2 separate regions of the Rattus norvegicus genome follow, and region 1 is linked to region 2. Evidence: chromatin contacts called from public Hi-C data. All regions are on one chromosome and are shown on one strand. Each heading gives the region's core, a stretch centred on a gene start, on an enhancer-like site or on the middle of the called end of the contact. The rest is flanking DNA. Distances are from core to core; before and after follow the strand shown. Region 1 overlaps Tes (testin LIM domain protein). Region 2 has its middle 59 kb from the start of Tes.

Region 1 (4,435 bases), core at 1,641-4,140, 97 kb before region 2:
TTCGGGGTCCAGGAAAAGCAGAGATCACTGTCATATCTTTTAATATCCAAGGTGGTGACTTTTGTGGAGAGAGAGGACATCTCCAGTCTTGCCCTAAGTACCAGCAATGGTTCTATGCTCTCTCCTGAGAGCATTTTGCTTCTGTTCACTGCAATGATGTGACTGTCAAATTCATGCTCTACCAAACATAAAAAACTCTAAGTTCTGCTTCTGAGAAGTGAACTAGAATGAGACTCTAATGAGAAAAAGAATTGAAAGAGCTTGAAGGGGCTTGCAACCCCATAAGAACAACAATGCCAACCAACCAGAGCTTCCAGGGACTAAACCACTACCCAAAGACATGGACTGACTCTGGGCTCCAACTGCATATGTAGCAGAGAATAGCCTTGTTGGGGCACCAGTGGAAGGGGAAGCCCTTTGTCCTGCCAAGGTTGGACCCCCAGTGCAGGGGAATAAGGGGGATGTATAGGGCGAATACCCGTATGGGGGAGGGGAGAGGAGAGAATGGGGGCTTATGGACAGGAAACCGGGAAGGGGAAGAATGTTTGAAATGTAAGTAAAGAAATATATCTAATAAAAAATTGAAAAAAGAAAAAGAATAGTATTAATCTATCAGTGCCAGGTAATTATAATTTAAAATAATGTTCTATATTGTTCACATTTGGAAAAAGAAACACACAAATCCAAATTTAAAATTTCAATTTTCTTCAACTTCCATGGAAGTTAGTGTTGGCTTTTGTAGCAAGAGAACTCTTAGTCACGGTGGAAAATGCCTCTGCTGCTGCACTGGTCAGCTGCCTCCTCTAGTCTTTTCTTACTGCTTCTACAGCAGTGGTGTTCAACCTTCTGAACGCTGTGACCCGTTTAGTACAGTTCCTCATGTGATGGTGATCCCAACCATTATTTCCATTGCTATTTCACTATAATTGTGTTACTGATATAAATTGCAATGTAAATATCCATTTCACATAGTCTCCTAAGACCCAGTGGGTTGAGAACCAGTGTTCTAGACTCTCGAAGAGGTCTTATTTCAGATTCCTCAGACTTGTGACATTCTTTACCTTCTTCAATCTCATGAGGGTCTTTCTTTCCTTAAGGGAATGTTTCTATTGAGAGGAAATTGATGTGCAGCAGGATATCCTGAGTACTAGAGGGAAACATAATCAGAAGGAATAAGCATCATATTCTTTGATAAGATAAAGTAATGCGAAAGCCTATTTCTTACAGCCACTTAGGAAGAAGGACCTTTAACTGAAGGATTACTTCCACCCAATTGGCCTGTGACCATCTGTGAAGTGCTTTGTCATTAGTATTTTTCTGACTTGTGTGTGAGGCATTTTCTTAATTGCTAATTGATGTAGGGGGGCCCTAAGTGTGCTCGAACTGTGTAAGGAAGCTAACTGACCAGGCCAAAAGGAACATGCTGGTAGAAACATTTCTCCACTCTGTTTCAGTTCCGCACTCGTAGGTTCCTGCCTGAGTTTCCCTCAATAAGGGATTCTAATCTATAAGCCAAATGTCCCCCTCCTGGAACTGTTTATGGTACTGATGTTTATCACAGCAACGGAGGCAAACAAGGTCATCAGCTAACAACAGACATGTCCAAGTATCTTGAGCACTTTTGAGCCAAGGAGGCCATGACCTTGTACTACGAGGACAAAAGAACTTCTGAGGGGAGAGCCAGGCCTGGTGGATCTACACCACGCCCACCTTTATTGTTCCATGATAGATACATGTAATTGTTCTCTTAGTGAATGACGCTTAGTGCCAGCCTTATTCTGTCTTAGCCATAGGGACAGCCAGGATGACTGTGGTGGTGTGAAGAGTCCATTCCGCTTTAGGCTCACTTTGCCAATGTCGGGGAAAAGTATTAAACTTCATAGTCAAAATGGACTGGAAAGTATGTGCTACTATTTAAGGCAAACCAAGGCAAAGAGTAGAGTGATGTGTATCTCACCAGGATAGTGTCAACACTGCTCTGTGTGCTCAAACTACAAAGGTACTTCTCACCATGGAGGAACCAGAAAGCAGAGGGGACGCAGTGTGCTTGTACTTGTAAGTACTTATGTACTTACTCCATGTGTGTGTGTGTGTGTGTGTGTGTGTGTGTGTGTGTGTGTGTGCGCGCTCGCGCGCACGTGCGTGTGTGTGCTTCTTACACCAACAGCGCAGTACTCAACAGTAACTAAAAACAAAACAAAACAAAAAAAAACCCAAACCAAACGTCCTGAGAATGTGTCAGAAAAACTAAACTTACTAAGACACAAAAATTCACTTGGTGGGGGTGCAATATGCAGGATGTGTGCCCAGCATGCACAAAACTCTGAGTCCAACCAAGAGACAGCATAAATCTAGGGTACACTGGTGCAATCCCAGCACTTAGAGAAAGACTTGAAGATGATCAGAAGTTCAAGGTCATTTTGTCTTGTAGTGGTTTTGAGCCATCCTAAGATACATGGGACCCTATCTCAAAAGAAAACAACCAACCCAGTTTCAGATTGAAGAAACACACACACACACACACACACACACACACACACACACACACACTCCCCAGAGTCCGCTAATAATCTAGAATCCAGCCCAAAAAACACCTAGGAAAATTTATAAGATCCTATTTATAGCTAGGCACAATGGGGCACACTTGAAATCTTAAAACTTGGGAGTCTAATGCAGAACTGAGCGTGTGAAGTAGGCTAGCCTGGGCTACCTAGTGAGACACCGTCGCAAAAAGAAGGAAAAAAAAAACAGAAAAAAAAATTTCTTCTCAAAACAACAAAGAAATGAAACACTTGACTCGTTTAAAGTTTAACTAAAAGAATGACAGGCTCCTGAATGACCTAAGAATTACTAGAAAGTCCTGGTTTAAATCTTTATGAAACCACTCTCTCTTTGTCTGCAATGAGAAATCCAATCTGTCTGCTGGATCAGCAGCTGCCTTTACTTTTGTCAGGGGAATTTTTTGCTCTTGGAGACAGCGCCCCCTGCTGTACACGATACTTAACTGCAGAAGGATTTTTCCACTCAACAAAAAGGACATAGGAAGACCATTATTAAAGTGAAAGAGGCTTTATTTTCAATATCATATAAGTCATTCCATTTAATATTTATAGTGCATAGTTATGTATGAAAGCATACACGGAAAACATTAAAAAATACCCAAGGATGCGCGTGCACAGGCAAAGAAGACAGCCTTTGTGTCTATAGCAAGCTCAGAGGTAGCACAAGAGAGTATCCATCTGGTAACATTGGAAATCATGCAAACAACTGAGTCAAGGCATGGCATTAAGGTGACATCAGCATGAGTTATAATTCCCTGGGTACAAAACCTATATATTCTTTGGGTTTCAAAAAAATTAAATGAATGGCCTACTTTTATCTTCTGGACAAAAAAACAAAAAAAAAAAATCTCTAAGAGCAAAGTGCACATATTGTCCTAACCACATACATATAAAATATTCAAGGCCACAGATGGAGGTCGCTAGATGACAAAAGAGGATACTGAGAGGTAAAGTAACCAGAGAGAGATGCAGGAGGGAGAGGCCCCTCTGCCTCCATGGGGGATGCAAAGGCTTAGGCACTGGAACACCCAACGTGGACCACACTGCCTGCCACAAGGAACTCCTCACTGAGCTGACGTCACCATCATCAAACCGCTCGACAGGCGGTTGTAACTTCCTTTACATTTCCCATGGGGGACAAGCATGGAAGTTAAAATGTTCATCTCTCCCAGGACACTAATTTTAAGTGATTTTATATATATATATATATATAATATATCTAGCACTAGGAGTATGCGGTTATAAGGATTGATTAAATTCAAGCTTCCAACTCAAATATTTAATGTGCAGAAATAAAAGCTATAATTCTTTACTGTTTTTTTTAAATCATGCGCTTAAAGCAGTCATTTAAAAATAAGACAGACAAAATTCATAATGGTTAAAAAGAGAAAAATATTGGACAAAATCTTCCGGTTCGTTATGTAGCTTTTTTTTTTCCTTTTATTTTTTATTTTTTTTTTAAACTGCAGTTTATCATGAAATGCAGGCCACTGTAGACAGCTATGGCTCAATACTGCTTGGTGTTCACTCAGGACATCATCTTCTTACACTCCACAGAACAGAAAACCATCCCTTCCACAGGCATGAACTTCTGCCCGATCAGGCACTTGCTGCAGCAGGAGCAGAGGAAGCACTCCGTGGACGCGTGCCAGCTGAAGTTATTGTACGTCACTCGCTGCACTTCCGGGTCGATGGCATTGTGGCACCCTTGACACACCTGCTCGGGGATGAATGGAGAAGAGGGTTAGAGACAGCGACATCTTTGTGAGACACTGTGCCGACGGGGCCCTGTATGCTGAGTGTGCCGAGAAATGGCAGGTGACGGACAGGGTGGGAGTGCGGTCCGTAGATGTCCCTCAGGGTGTAAATAGGAA
Region 2 (4,844 bases), core at 243-2,742:
ACCTAATGGAAGAGAGAAGTATACTCGTTATTCTGCTATAAGCAATTTCCTTCACCATATGGGAACATCCATATATGACATAACTATTTCTACAAATGCACTTAAATTGAAAATTAATTTTTATTTATATTAATTTCAAATTTTTGATATTCAGGTGTTTTATATACGTGCACTGTGGTTGCATAAGTAGCAAACTATGAAATGAGTTTAGTTGTGCTTTTTATTTGTGTATATTTAAACGAGATCTTTCTCTGTGGCTCAGACGGCTTTGAACTTACAATCTGCTTCGCTCCAGCTCTACAGTTCTGTGATTACTGATGAGAAATACCCATGTCTGGTTTTTCTGTTTTAATAGAATTTGCTCTCTTACAACTTTACTGGGATCAAATTTAATAAAGGCTTAGTGATCTAGTGCATGAATCAAAGATGTTGATCTATTTTGTTTAAGTACTTTAGGAAATTCTAATAAACCTATCAGTGAAATGAAGCCCTAACCACAGTAAGAAGGGATACTGAGCTGAGAGAAAACAGTCGGGAAATCATAAAAATGACAGATAGAGATTGTCTGCATGTGCTTGTTCATGTACGAGTGGAGGTGTATTTGCCACAAAGATAATAAGCTACTCATAATTTTTCTGTTTTAAAATTATAATTATTTAAAGCACTGGCAGCATTGATTTCCCACCCCTCTTTTCCTCACGGGTGAAGAATGCTTGGCAGGTTGTCAGGTTAATCAATACGTTTGGATAAAAAGAATTTGTGACCTCATACACTCTTGAAGGTAGAGGAAAGGGGATGTAGGTACAGGCCGGAGATATAGGGGTAATTCTGAGATACAGGGGCAATTCTGAGATACAGGGGCAATTCTGAGATACAGGGGCAGTTCTGAGATACTGGGGCAATTCTGAGATACAGGGGTCAGTTCTGAGATACACAGGACAGTTCTGAGATACAGGGGGCAGTTCCGAAATACAAGGTCAGTTATGGAATACAGGGACAGTTCTGAGATGCAGGGGCAGTTCTGGAAAACAGGGGCAGTTCTGAGATACAGAGGCATTTGTGGAATACAGAGGCAGTTCTGAGATACGAGGCAGTTCTGGGATTCAGGGGCAGTTGTGGGATAAAGGGGAAGTTGTGGAGTGCAGGGGCAGTTCTGGAACACAGGGGCAATTCTGAAATACAAGGGCAGGTCTGGGATATGGGAACAGTTCTGGGATACAGGGAGCAGTTCTTGAATACAAGGTCAGTTTTGCAATATGGGAGCCGTTGTGGAATACCCAGGTAGTCAGATCTTGCCTCATTTAGTACCGTGAACTAAGAGTCAGGATAACGAAGAACACTCCTATTCCAAGGGAAACGTGTTCAGCAGCATCAGGAACCCCGAAGGGGGTGATAGGACAGCAGAAAAGTGCAGAGAAACAAGAGGACAATTCAGCCAAAGAAGTGAGTACCACGTGGTTCCAGGAGCGCAGGGAGAAACAGAAGGCTCAAGTAAATAAGCCTGGATGCCCTCTTGGAGGAGGTCAGCAGCTCTTCCTGGAATGAGCACAGACCCACAGCTCTCTCCAACCAGATCTCCCTGGGGATACTGGGAAGAAAAGAGGTTTCTTTGGCAATGGAGGTCTGGGACATTTTGTCATTCACGAGACTTGGATGCTGTGTGTAAGCACTATCGGAGAACGAATCTATTGTTTAAGACCAAGTTATTCCGAGGCCTGAGAAAAAGGAAAAATCAAAATGGAGATCCAGGTCAACCTGTCACAGCCTCCCTTAAAGTTCTAGGAGGAGAGAATCATACCTGGACGGGGGCTTGGCTCAGGCAGGGGTGTGTACAGTAGGAAGCAGCCTGGTCCTCTGGCAGCTGACTTCGCCTGAGACTGATGTGGAGTCTGAGCTCCATGAATAGACACAACTCTTCTGTAGATGCCCAACTTCGCCGAGTTAGGTGGTACCAGCCTCAATCACAGGGATACAGATCTGCAGCCGAGCTATACCCCGATACCCCAGTCCTGTACACTGTGAACTCTAAGCTTAGAGGACTCAGGAAGGAATCTCTTCCACATTTTGCATTTATTCCCCATGTTTTCTTTTAACTGGGTTTGTGATAGAATTCTGACACAGGGTTTTGTTTGTTTGTTTGTTTGTTTGTTTGTTTGTTTTCATAAGGTCTCATGTAGGCCAGGCTGGCTTCAAGCTTGCTCTGTAGCTAATGGTGACTTTTCTTGAACTCTTTTGTTTTTCCATGATGGAATTTATTCATTCTTTTTTTAAATTAGATATTTTATTTATTTACATTTCAAATGTTATCCCCCTTTCCCGGTTTTCCCTCTGCAAACCCTTTATCCCATCCAGCCTTACTCTGTTTCTATGAGGGTACTGTGCTACCCCAAACACCCACCCACTCCTGCCTCACCACCCTAGCATTCCTCTACACTGGGGCACCAAGCCTTCACAGGACCAAAGACCTCCCTCCCATTGATGACAGATAAGGCCCCTTCCGTTCCTCCAGTCCTTCCCCTATCTCTTCCGTTCGGGTCCCTGTGACCAGTCCAATGGTTAGCTTCGAGCATCTGCCTCTGTACTGGTCAGGATCTGGCAGATCCTCTCAGGAGACAGCTGTATCAGGCTCCTGTGGGTAAGTACCTCTTGGCATCCACAATATTGTCTGGGTTTGATGTCTGCATGTGGGATGGATACCCAGGTGGGGCAGTCTCTGATAGCCTTTCCTTCAGTCTCTGCTCTGCTCTTTGTCCCTGTATTTCCCTTAGACAGGAACAATTCTGGGTTGAAAATGGTTGGAGATGGGTGGGTGGCCTTATCCCGCAAATGGGGGACCGTGCCTAACACTTGGAAATGGTCTCTGGCAGGTTCTTTCTCCCTTTTGTGGGATATTTCATCTAATGTTATCCCTGTGGGGTCCTGGGAGACTCTTGTTTTCCTGGCATTTGGGACTTTCTTGTGGCTACTCCCAGTTTCCCATCCCCCATTGCTACACACCTCTGTTCAATTTCCTGACCCTCTGTACATCTCCATCGCCTCCCATACCTGATCCTCCCCTCTTTTCCCTCTCCCCATCCTTTCTCCCTCCCAAGTCCCTCCCACCCTCTATCTCTTGTATTTTATCCCCCTTCTAAGAAAGACTGAAGCATTCACATTTTGGTCTTCCTTCCTCTTGAGTTTCATATGGTCTGTGAGTTGTATCATGGGTATTTTGAGCTTTGCCTATCAGTGAGCACATACCATGTGTGTTCTTTTGTGACTGGGTTACCTCACTCAGGATGATATTTTCTAGATCCATCCATTTGCCTAAAGTCATTGTTTTTAATAGCTGAGTAGTATTCCATTGTGTAGATGTACCACATTCTCTGTATCTATTCCTCTGTTGAGGGATATCTGGGTCATTTCTGCCTTCTGGCTATTATAAATATGGCTGCTATTAACATAGTGGAGTATATGTCCTTATTACATAATGTTCTCATTTCCATTCTATCCTCTAACAACACCCCCCACCATGTATCCTCAGTTCTCTCTCAAATTCATGGCTTCCTTCCTTGTGTGTATGTGTGTGTGTGTGGGGGGGGTGTTGGTGTGTTTTTGTTACAACTGTTCTTCTTTATCTGTCTTTTGTTTAACCCTGCTTCTCTATTTGTCCCGTACTCTGTCTCCCTCACCTTATTCATTTGCTATTTCTATGTTTACCACAGGGAATTGGCCTGATGCTGCTTATATGCAAATGCTAAATTCTGTACCCTAAGATCTGGCTGTTCCTCCCCTCCCCCATGAGGATATCATCAAGGAGGAGGAGATCCTCACCTATGCCAGCTTTTATTGTATAAATCTTGACCCCAAGTTATCCCTGATTGGTTAATAAAGGTGCCCTTATCCTGGGCTGGGCAGAAGAGAGAAGGCAGGGCAAAGGCTCCAGGACTTGGGGGCATCTCAGGCATGAACCACAAGGAAAAGGGGAGATGAGGAAAAGGAAGACAATTCCATAGGGTAGGTGCTTCATGAGTACATGACCATGAGGGCTGGCCAGTTGGTGTAGGAGCAGCCCTGGCAGAACATGACAAGTAATAACCTGGGTTTATTGACAGGGAAGTATATAGAGTTATTGACAAAATAGTATATAGAGTTAATATTTGCCTAGCTCAAATGCTTTAAGGCTTATCATCAATATAGAGGGTTTTGTATCTTTTATTTGGGAACTGCATGGCCTAAATGGGGGTAAAAACCCCAGAATAATATTTGCCACAACAATTTACCTTAGGTATTTTTTAAAGTTTCATAGTACCTACTACATTAGTTGTAATATTGTGTGCTTTATGGTAATTTGTGGTGTGTTTAGGAGCTTTAATGAATAACTGGTTATGTGTGAATTTAAGTATTTTTAATATCTTCTTTGCTTTGGTGTTGCTGCTGTTAGAGCAGTTTGTTTCTCCGCTATAGGCTTCCTGGGGATTGAATCTTTGGGATCAGAAGAAGCCAATATAAGACATTATGAGACGTCCAGAGGACACATAAATGCAATAGTGCAAGAAAGTGTGGCAGCAGGACTCCTCCAAGAGATCCCAACCCCTTAATTACCTTAATTACCCAGTGCAAAGGTACTAGAGTCACTTTTAAAGGTAGTTAGTATTTCATAGAGGATTAGAAACAAGCAGGCGGGTGGAGAAAGTACCTGGGAAGGAAGTCACACAGATGCAAAAACAAAGATACGATTTTGAGAAGTAATGAAATGTCCAAAGCGAAAGACCCAGTAAATCAATTAAAAACATAGTGGGAAGTGTCAGTCACCCATAGAGTACACAAATTATAGAAAAAATCTATCAAGGCTGGAGGGCAAG

Evidence for each region. Hi-C and Micro-C count contacts between places; a contact is called where the count stands out from the background.
Region 1: a contact with region 2 is called in a Hi-C map of the A7r5 cell line, with 6 times the contacts expected there. The contact joins two enhancer-like sites. A contact is called at or near these places in 11 of 12 Hi-C or Micro-C datasets (the A7r5 cell line, the Rat2 cell line, Schwann cells and 7 more) and 1 of 1 datasets of contacts at active chromatin or transcription factors (oligodendrocytes).

What each region holds. Positions count from the first base shown.
Region 1 is chr4:46,368,401-46,372,835 of GRCr8, reverse strand. Tes (testin LIM domain protein) reads right to left here. Exons shown (of 7, transcript NM_001039344.2): 7 at 3,054-4,278. The coding sequence ends at 4,090. Among named protein-coding and RNA genes, the nearest start is that of Tes, 39 kb to the right of the region's middle. Within about 2 kb of position 2,890, at least 4 of the 93 cell types and tissues checked have an H3K27ac peak or open chromatin away from gene starts, as enhancers often do. A contact at or near this core is called in the A7r5 cell line, where this site is marked.
Region 2 is chr4:46,269,494-46,274,337 of GRCr8, reverse strand. No RefSeq gene overlaps it. Among named protein-coding and RNA genes, the nearest start is that of Tes, 59 kb to the left of the region's middle. Within about 2 kb of position 1,492, at least 1 of the 93 cell types and tissues checked has an H3K27ac peak or open chromatin away from gene starts, as enhancers often do. A contact at or near this core is called in the A7r5 cell line, where this site is marked.